Linked DNA regions of Zea mays: region 1 is linked to region 2. A link is a contact called in public Hi-C data. All regions are on one chromosome and are shown on one strand. The core of a region is the stretch at or near the end of the contact, and the rest is flanking DNA. Distances in the headings are between cores, read along the strand shown. Region 1 holds the start of LOC103635937. Region 2 overlaps LOC100279451.

Region 1 (5,078 bases), core at 2,416-4,915, 190 kb before region 2:
GGTGCGCTTCGACTACGCCTCGCTGACCCTCGGAAGCCTGAGGCTGCTGGGCGACGCGCACCTCAAGAACGGCACCATCCGCCTCTCCCGGGACCTCCCGGTCCCGACCTCGGGCGCCGGCCGCGCGCTCTACGCCACCGCGGTGCCGCTCCGCGGGGGCTTCTCCACGCAGTTCGCCTTCACCGTGGCCACGCTCAACCCGTCCTCCGTCGGCGGGGGGCTGGCCTTCGTGCTCGCCACCGACGGGGCCACGCTCGGCGACGCGGGCGCCTACATCGGCGTGTCCGTCGCCACCGACGCCGCCGCCGTCGAGTTCGACACGCTCATGGACGCCCAGTTCGCCGACCCCAACGGCAACCACGTCGCCCTGGATCTCGGCTCCATGGTCTCCGCCGCCGCAGCCGACCTCGGCGCCGCCGGCGTCGTCCTCGCCAGCGGGAGGACCGTCAACGCCTGGATCGACTACCACCCCTCTGCTTCCCCCGGTTCTGGCGGTACCTTGGAGGTCTTCGTGTCCTACGCACCCAAGCGCCCGCCCAGGCCCGTCCTGTCCGCGCCGCTCGACCTCAGCGAGGACGTCAAGGACGCCGCGTTCGTCGGCTTCTCCGCCTCCACGCAGGGGAGCACGGAGGCGCACGCCATCGAGTGGTGGAGCTTCTCCACCGCGTCGCCGGCCCCGTCCCCACGTTCGGCGCCGCCCGAGTCCCCTGCGCTCCCGCCTCCCGTTTCCAACCAGGTGCTCCCGGGAGTGACGACGACGACGGCGCCGCCGCCGCCGCCGCCGACAGGCAGTGTCGCTGCGCCGGCCGGCTCGATCGCACCGTCGGGCGCCGCAGCGGGGAGGAATGCCGGCCCGCGCCCGCCCGTGCACGCGGCCGTGGCCGGCGCCGCCACGGCGGGCGCCTTCGTGGCGGCCTCGTTCGCGGGCGTGGCGGTCTGGGTGCTGGCGCGCCGCGCCAAGGCCAGGAGGCGCCAGACCGCGCTGGCGGTGGGCACCAAGCGCGACAGCAACGTGGCGTCGGCGGCGGCGCTGGCGCGGTCCCCGCGGGAGTTCAGCTACAAGGAGCTGAGCGCCGCCACGCGGGGCTTCGACGCGTCCCGCGTCATCGGCAACGGCGCGTTCGGCACCGTGTACAAGGGCATCGTGCCGGACACGGGCGCCATGGTGGCCGTGAAGCGCTGCAGCAGCACCGGCGCGCGCGGCGGAGGCAACGCGAGCGGCGAGCAGGCGCGGTCGGAGTTCCTGTCGGAGCTGTCCATCATCGCGGGGCTCCGGCACCGCAACCTGCTCCGGCTGCAGGGGTGGTGCTACGAGAAGGGGGAGATCCTGCTGGTGTACGACTACATGCGCAACGGCAGCCTGGACCGGGCGCTGTTCGACGCGTCGGCGCCCGTGCTGCCGTGGCGCCACCGGCGCGAGGCCCTGGCCGGCGTGGCGTCGGCGCTGGCGTACCTCCACCACGAGTGCGAGCGGCGCGTGGTCCACCGCGACGTCAAGTCCAGCAACGTGATGCTGGACGAGGCCTACCGCGCGCGGCTGGGGGACTTCGGGCTGGCGCGGCAGGCGGAGCACGGCGAGTCCCCCGACGCGACGGCGGCGGCGGGCACCATGGGGTACCTGGCGCCCGAGTACCTCCTGACGGGCCGCGCCACCGAGTGCACCGACGTGTTCAGCTTCGGCGTGCTGGCGCTGGAGGTGGCGTGCGGGCGGCGGCCGATCGGCGCCGCCGGCACGGCCGAGGGCGGCAACCTGGTGGAGTGGGTGTGGAGCCTGCACGGGGAGGCCCGGCTGCTGGACGCGGTGGACCCGCGGCTGGGCGGGGAGTTCGAGGAGGGCGAGGCGAGGCGCGTGCTGCTGCTGGGGCTGGCGTGCTCCAGCCCGGAGCCGGCGCTGCGGCCCGGGATGCGCGCCGTGGTGCAGGTGCTGGGCGGCGAGGCGGACCCGCCGTTCGTGCCGGCGGCCCGGCCGTCCATGAGCCTCAGCAGCGCTAACAACCAGCAGCTGCTGCTCAGCCTGCAGGACAGCGTGTCGGACTACAACGCCATGCTGGGGCTCGCCCTGTCGGACTCGTCCTCGGACTCGCTCAGCTCGTCGTCGCTCACCAGCACGCTGCGGAGGGGCGGCCACGACATCGGGTTCAGCAGCACCGCCGGCGACGCCAGGTGACCTGGCTGAACCTTGCCGGCGTCCGGCGGAGGGTAGCTTAGATAGAGTTTTACTTTCTGAAATCATGCATCGAAGCAACTAAGCAATGCACCATCGACGGTGCCTCCAAAGAACAGCATGTATGTATGCATTGAGTAGTACATAGAATTAGTAGCAGCAGTCAATGGACTCCTCAGTCCTCATCAAATCGAGCCTCCCATTTGTTACATTTTACGTACATTTCTCTAGATAATAATTCGGATCTCACATGATTCATTCGACCATCTCAGATCAGCCAATCCTCCTCCTCGAGCTGCCAATCAACTGAAGCTGGATCAGAACGGCGCCTTCCCCCTCCCCCACCCACTATCTTTTGTTGATCGGAGCTCTGAGCATGGAAATAATTCCAGGCCACGGTCTTTCTCACGGATTGGGATTGAAGATTTTACTCTCTCTCTCTCTCTCTCTCTCTGACTTTGAGAGAACAAAAAAGGATGTCTTTTCTCTTTTCTGTTCCAACTGTGGTGACGTCACAAGGATCAACCTATGCCCCTTTGGCATATATACTAGGAGTACTCCATTGTATATCATCTGTACCTATCTGTCCACCTGTGCAGAGGGGAAAGGATAGCTTAACAAGATGAGCTTGGTGGCTGTGGCGCACGCCAAGGAAAGCATCCTCTTCCCGTCTCTTGCTAGTGGGCAGCGCCTGCACTGCTTTGACATCCATGGCGGCCGTCGATGATGCGTGCATGTCACCAACCGGGTCCGGGAGTCACGGGCAGAGGCCGGCGCCGCCGTTACTCTTACTCCACGTCCACGAGCACGAGCACACGCCTCTTGTGCTGCCAGAAGAAAAATTAAAGGCGGCGGCCACTAGGAATAGTGTAGTAGTAGTAGTGGGTAGTGACGACGCTCACCTACTGATGCCACTGTGATCGAGCACGCAACGCATGGCAACATTGGCGTGCGAGTTGTCCACGTCCGAAGGCACAAATCATTAGGTGAGCTCGACCGATCCCAGCACGTCGCTGTCCCGTGGGCCTGCCGGCGGCTGGATGGATCTGTGATGTCGTCCCATGTTTTCATGTAATATAACAGTATTGATCTCTTGTTTTATTTGTCCTGAACATATGTGCCATGTGTCGTGTACTCAACTTAAAGCCAAACATTTTTTTCTCTCTTTTTTCACCCTACTTTCAAAATTTCGGCTTCAAAATCTGTTTACATACCATGATATATTGTTAACAAAGTAGTGGTACCTAGCGATAATACAAAAGAGTCCAATTGCAAAGACGTATTGGATTTTATTTCAACTCACAGTTAGTGCGTGTGTACGAGCTGCCGCAAGCCTGCAATGCGAACGGTAGGAACACTTGTCGTACCTGGCGCGAGCGCGACAAGTCATCGCGTCTCATCGGACGCTCGGCTCCTCCATCGTCCGGGCGTGTTCGGCTGGCTACAAGCCGACACTGTTGCAGCTGTTTGGACTGCTGCAGCTGCAATCCATAGAGAGAAAAATACTGTAGAAGCCGCAGCCGCAGCCGGATTGCAGCCGCAGCAAGCCGCAGCGAACAAGCTGCTAGAGTGAACTGTGTGGTGCAGGTGCAGCAACGTCAGAAACTGAGGCGGGGACGGGCAAGAGGAATCTGCCATGGAGCTAGCTGTTGGTGTAGCGTCGCTGTCACTGCAGCCTCACGCTCGCTCAGACCCCAAAAGGGCAATGAAGGGCCCAAATTAGCTGGTGCCCTGCCCTGCCCTGCCTTTTAACCGCTGCTCCCAGTACTCCTAGTGCCTTTCTTGTTCTTCCTTTTTGTGTGTGTGTGTGTGTGTGTCTCAGCAAAAGGCGCGAAGGATTTCTACGTACAGCTCCAGCCTCCAGTGGGTAACTGCCATGGTTACGGCCAGGGGATGCGAGTCTAGTCTAAGGAAAAGGTGTTCACTCATTTCACCCCTTTCTCATTCTCAACGAACGGTAGTTGCAGTCAGAAAGATAAGAAATCGGAGCGGGCCGTGGGGCGTCAGGCGTGGGCTAGGGATGGCAACGGTCTCTGGAGTCTGGACGAGTCCCCCCGTCCCTGATCTCTCTCGTTTCCCTTGCTCCCCGTGTTGGGGACATCTCTAGTGCTTGATCTGTGTGTGATTGCAGCAGGAACAGTCCAAGTCCCGCCCGGACGCCGGTCCTGCTCTGCTCCTGCCTGCCATGTACGTATCTAGCTACGCGCCAATGGCAACATGAAGCATGCAAGGACATGGCATGGCAGGTATGGTAGGGCAAGCAAAGCCACAGCCCGCAGCTTCACTCCACGGTCGCGCTTAATGGCACGCGAGCATGGATTGGTGGGGTGCATGGGGACATGGGGTCCGCTTCGCTTCAGGTCCAGGGCCACCGGCGAGAGAGTTCTCGGCATATTTATCTGTTTGAGTCTCTCACTAGCCCACTGCACAGCCTCTCACATGTCCTGCAGGCCTGGATCAGAGAGATTCAGAAAGGAGTACCAAGTCGTGCAATGTACTCCGACCAGACAAAGACAACATGTCCCTTGAGCCGATCGAATTCGGTTAAAATTTCTTCTTCTTTTACCATGATTCAGGTCAAAACCTAAAAATAACGACAGAATCGGAGCAAGAGCAATAACGTCTGAGGCTCTAGAGCTTACCAAGCTCAGCTCAACTGGCAGCCAGTTTATCACCGGCCTAAATTCTAAGGGCTGCAAGAGTAAAAACCCAACGTGTACGTGTTCCAATGCAAGACATGCAGTCTCAGTATGTGTTCTATCAAAAAGAAACAATCCAGCGGTGTTTTTTTTTTCTTTTTCTCTAGACTAGATAGAGTTGTGACTTTCCAAGGCAAGAAGACATCATATCCAGCGGTTAGCTGGGACACAGATCCTGGAAGACGCAAAGAAATTCTAAGTTTAGGAACCCCCAC
Region 2 (4,807 bases), core at 1,409-3,908:
CTACCCAAGTGATTCAGGGGTGAACAAGGTAATGAGATAAACAATCTAGGGTAACCTATTGGGTCCCATCAAAATTAACCTATGCATGGATAAGTGATATTAAAGAACATTATTGGGTAAAAAGTGGTCAAGGGCACAACTTGCCTTCAATGAGCTCCTGCTCAGCTACTTCAACTTGTTGAACCTCAGTTTCCACAGTGGCTTGCTCGTCTACTCGCATCAACACAATACATGCATAGTATGGCCATAATCAACATCACACCAAACATGTAATTAAACTATACAGTAAAAATCTACACATTAAAATGAGATCATAGGAACTGGAATCACTGAATTTGGAGTTATAGAATTCAAGTTATGAATTTCCTAAGATTTAAGGTGATTATAATAGGATTAAATGTTAAATTAATGTTCTTACTGTTTTTATGCCAAAACAGAGATACTAAGTGATAGAGAACATTATTACAAAATTTTAGAAACTGGAATGGAGTGATTTGGACTAAAAATGAATTTTCTATGGATTAAATAAGTTCTAGGAATTGTTTTTATATTAAAAATCTATTTCTGAATTTATTTATTTGATTTTCTAATCCTCTGGACTGGGCGCTAAAATATGAGAAGTGCAGGGGTCTCGGGCGTAAGAACACCAAGACACAGAGCACAGTCGCTAGGGACGGCGGGTTGGTTTTATGATTCTGCGGGGGCTCTTTTGCAATTATGGCTCGGCGAAAGGGTATCAACGATTCCTAGCCGTCCGATCGGAAATCAGAGGCCCGGATTAGATTGGTTGCGCGCTCAGACCGCTACTCTATTCCAGCCCGTTGGATTTGAATCCCACGGTCCACGACCGTTACACGACTTTAACGCGAGGTCGGATCCATCCATCGGTTTCCAAACAGACGGTCCAGATCCCAAGCCGACCGATTGTTTTCCCCCACACCTAATCCTGTTCGTCCAAATGAAATCCAACGATCCCGGGCTGATCTCGCGAAGAGGAACCCTGATTAAATCGGAGCCGTTCGTTCACAGATCGAAGGTCCGCGCATCATCTTCTCCGCTGAGCTCCGATCACGGCGGCGCAGACCTTCACAGCGCACCCTCTCCCCGTGGATCGATGATCTGGCTACCTAAATCCGAACACGGGTTCTACCTACGCAGGGCGGAGGTGAGCGCAAGATCAGTGGACAGGGTCTTACTTGATAGTCTGGCGAGGACAGCGCTGCCCGCGACAAAGTCCGCGGCGGCATCACCCGACGACGAATTCACCACGCGCCGACGATCCCCGACCCATCATGAGGTCACCAACAGCTTCACGGCGCCCTGGCGATTCCAATTGGTGGTGCACCGAAGGCGAGGCGTGAGTACGGAGGTAGGCTACTGGTGGCGGGCCTCTACTGCTACTTACGGACGGTGGCAATAGGGTCTGGTCTCGTGGCACGGCGGAATTAGGTCTTCGGTAAGCGCGACAGGTCTTCGGCTTCTTGTAGCTGAGGCGGGACGGTGAACTACCCCGATAGATGCGGCCCGGTTGAGGCGAACGGAGTCGGCCAGCCGAACATCACGCGCGGGGTTCGTTAGAGAGGATAGGGATGATTCCGATCAACCGGGCCCACACGTAAGCGATACCAGAAAACTAATGAATGGGAAAGGAGCGGGTTTCAGCTGTCAAACGGACCCCACACACCAGCGACTGGAGTGGCTGCCCGCGGGCCCGGCCTGTCGGCGCACGGTGGAAAGGAGGGTGCCCGGGCCGCGCGGGTGGGTTGCACTGCTGGGCCAAAATGAGTAGAGGCCGGCCCATAAGGCATTTTATCCTTTTTCTTTTTATTTTTCTTTCTATTTTCTTCATTTTCAAAATCCAATTTGAATCCAAGTTTAAATTCAAACTTTTATGGCTTATCATTTACACTATGTTTGTATAGTTAACAGTAATAAGTTTAAGAATATCCAAGTTTAGGAATATCTATTTTTTATATATTTTTATATCATTTCTCTTTTTCTTATTTTTTTTAAACCCTAGGGTTTAATTTAGGGATTCAATTCAACCTTTAGAATTATTATTTTGTTATTATTATCAACATTATCATTTTACTAAATGCACAAACAATAAAACTCCAACAAATGCACTTTCTTTTATTTTAGAATCATTATTTTATTTAGTCACTCTCAATTACATAAGTGCTCTTTCTATGATGCAAATAAGGCACACAAAATGCGGAAATCCACCATATTCCTTTGTATACAAATTTGAGTATTACAGGGAGAGAAGAGGATCTCCATACCTATTGGAGCTCAACGCGCTACTGGCCCGCGGGGCTAGCTCAATGCGGCAGGTGTGGGGCGAGGGAGCCTGGGTTGATGGCGTGGTGGCTGTGCGCGGGGATCAGCGAGAGAGGACGTATGGCGTGAGAGAGGCTAGGGTTTTGCGTGCGGTTGAGATAAGGAGGGAGGCGTGGGATGAGGGACTGCGGGTTAACCCGAGAAAAACTGAGGGTGATTTTTGTAAAAAAATGACGCACGACAACCGTTGAAACTGGTGCTTTAAGTATAGTATAGAAAAGGGACGAAGGATTTTCTTCGCAACAGGCTACAGCGGCCGTGAATCGTCTTGAGCTGGCACGATGAGATCAAAGCGAGCAAGGCATCTAGGTCATGGCTGGCGTAGCTGCTGCTGCTGGAGAAGGACCACCACAGCCCTACACGCTACGGAAAGAGCCGAGCCGACGCCAAAAGAAGCTCGTGAAACCGAAAAGCGATCCCGGTCCGCAGGCGCCGCCCAAGGAAATCCACCTCCAGCCAGAAACTCACGTGCAACGAAGTCAAAACTCAAAAGCGACAAGTCCAGAACGACGTGCCGATGCCATCTCAGCAAACGCACCACGTTGCAATGTTATAAGCAGAAACAGAAGATGAACCAGCGGGCAATGAGAACTGTCTCAACCAAAACTCCATCAGACTAGGATACTGATACATGGCATTACCACATTACAAAGACCAAGTGAGGTTTTCTGCATAGGCTGGCAAAATCAAACCATGCTGACAAACATCTAGTTCACCTCTAGGGAACCTACGGCACTGTGCCACTGCTGGCATGTCAAGCTATACCAAAAGGGTATGGAGCTGCAGAAGAAAGAGTAAAAATGTTAATGCCAGTAAACAGCGAAACCCGACTGCTACTGGCCAAAAGCCTACAGATAGTATGGGCAGGAAAGCCATTCACTCCCCACCCCCCACATCTCATATTCTGATGATTTCATTCAAGTTACACCAAAACTAAATATATGGTACAAGGAGCAACAGAAGCAGTAGAGCTGCTACGGCGCTACCTGCTTCCTATGTCCGTCCAAGGATCCACGTCGCTGCCCATAATCTTAGAACCGGGACCATACTGAGCCTTGAGAGCAGCAGCCACAGGGTCCGAGACGTTGCCGCTTACGAGGATGCCAGCACCCCCGAAACGGGCGACTCTGCCGGGCTGCTGGAAACCCGAGATGAGTTCCAGCACGTTCCTCTTCTGCGGATCAGACAACCTTTCCACACGCTTGGGATCTGATTGCTGTGGCTGCGTCGAAGGTTGTTGGTAATCTGGTAACACACCAAGCGTGCCGTTCTTAGCCGAGTAAAACTGTACGCCGGCCAAGGACCGCTGGCGCTTTGCCATCACGAGCAGTGGCTCGGGCTGTGCCGTGCTACCATCCAGATGACCATAGCACCTTGCCAATCTTTCCTCCAGACCCAGATGTGGAGTGGTGCCAGGCCTGGAAGAACAAACCACACGGTCCATTGGATTGTTCATGGATCTCACAGATGTGTCGATCTTTGGTGAGGGAGGCTTGCTCTTGTTACCATTGCAAGACAAGCCAGAACTCTGCAGGGTTGACTGATGGCTGAGAATCTGTCCAAACAACTTGACATCACCAGGCCGCTTTTGTTGCTCATCACCCTCGGAGCTTGTATTGCGAGAGCAAGGCCTCAAAGAGCCTTCCAGTCCTCCTTCGTGGTCTCTGGGCCATTGAATGCCATCGGAATTGTTTTGAAGGCACAAGCTGCTGGACCTGCCATTCTGCAATTTTGTTTGGGTCAACCGATCCGCCTGTGAAGTATTCACAGTGCCACTCGCAGTTCTTTCAGAAAAAAATGGTAATTCAGTTGTCAGACGATGATTCATATAACCATCAATATTACAAAACAAGGTGCTTTGCTGATTACCAGATGGGTCTCTAAAAGCTGGGTACTTGCTCATCTCTTTAGCCCCTAGAGCACCACTGACTCTGTTGCCAGTGTCCTCGAAGTTGGGCGTAGTTATTGAGGCTATGCCCTCGAAACGAATTGCAGTGGGGTCAGGAAGCACTGAACTGAACTGCACAGGCATTAAATCCTTTGGGGTAAGCGGGGTAACAAGTGGCTTTGGTTTTGGCAGGGGCATATCTCCAGGTACAGAATGCTGATAACTTGAAGTGAATGCAGGACTAACGGTGGAAGCAGCAGTTATGTTTGAGATGCGAACATTGTCCTTGATACCACTATCTGAAGCCAAGAAAGCCGGGGCACCAGAATTTCCATTTTTCATTGGTGTGTTATCCAGAGCATGGTGTGAACATTCTTCCACCCAGGACAAATCAGTACCAGTACCTTCACCTTTGTCTGTTTGAAGGACCTCTACAGAATGTAAAGTGGATCTCATTTCCGAGTGAATGGCCACTGCATGCTTAGCTGAAGAGCTGATGCCACTATTACTATGCATGTTTACTAGGTCAACGACATCATCAGTTCCTTGCAGCTTATCTGTGCTTCCTGGGCAATTGAT

Evidence for each region. Hi-C and Micro-C count contacts between places; a contact is called where the count stands out from the background.
Region 1: a Hi-C map of endosperm shows a contact between it and region 2, with 2.3 times the contacts expected there. The contact joins the promoter of LOC103635937 here to the enhancer-like site in region 2. A contact is called at or near these places in 6 of 25 Hi-C or Micro-C datasets (ear, endosperm, leaf and 2 more).

What each region holds. Positions count from the first base shown.
Region 1 is chr8:135,125,994-135,131,071 of Zm-B73-REFERENCE-NAM-5.0, reverse strand. It overlaps LOC103635937, which reads left to right and starts at 3,665. Exons shown (of 5, transcript XM_008658307.2): 1 at 3,665-5,078. It overlaps LOC100281576, which reads left to right. Exons shown (of 1, transcript NM_001154495.2): 1 at 1-2,412. The coding sequence ends at 2,167. It also overlaps a transcript of LOC100382372 not described here.
Region 2 is chr8:134,935,357-134,940,163 of Zm-B73-REFERENCE-NAM-5.0, reverse strand. LOC100279451 reads right to left here. Exons shown (of 5, transcript XM_020542064.3): 5 at 2,923-4,807. The coding sequence ends at 3,323. Among protein-coding and RNA genes, the nearest start is that of LOC100279451, 8.9 kb to the right of the region's middle. Within about 2 kb of position 2,658, at least 18 of the 20 cell types and tissues checked have an H3K27ac peak or open chromatin away from gene starts, as enhancers often do. A contact at or near this core is called in ear, endosperm, leaf and 2 more, where this site is marked.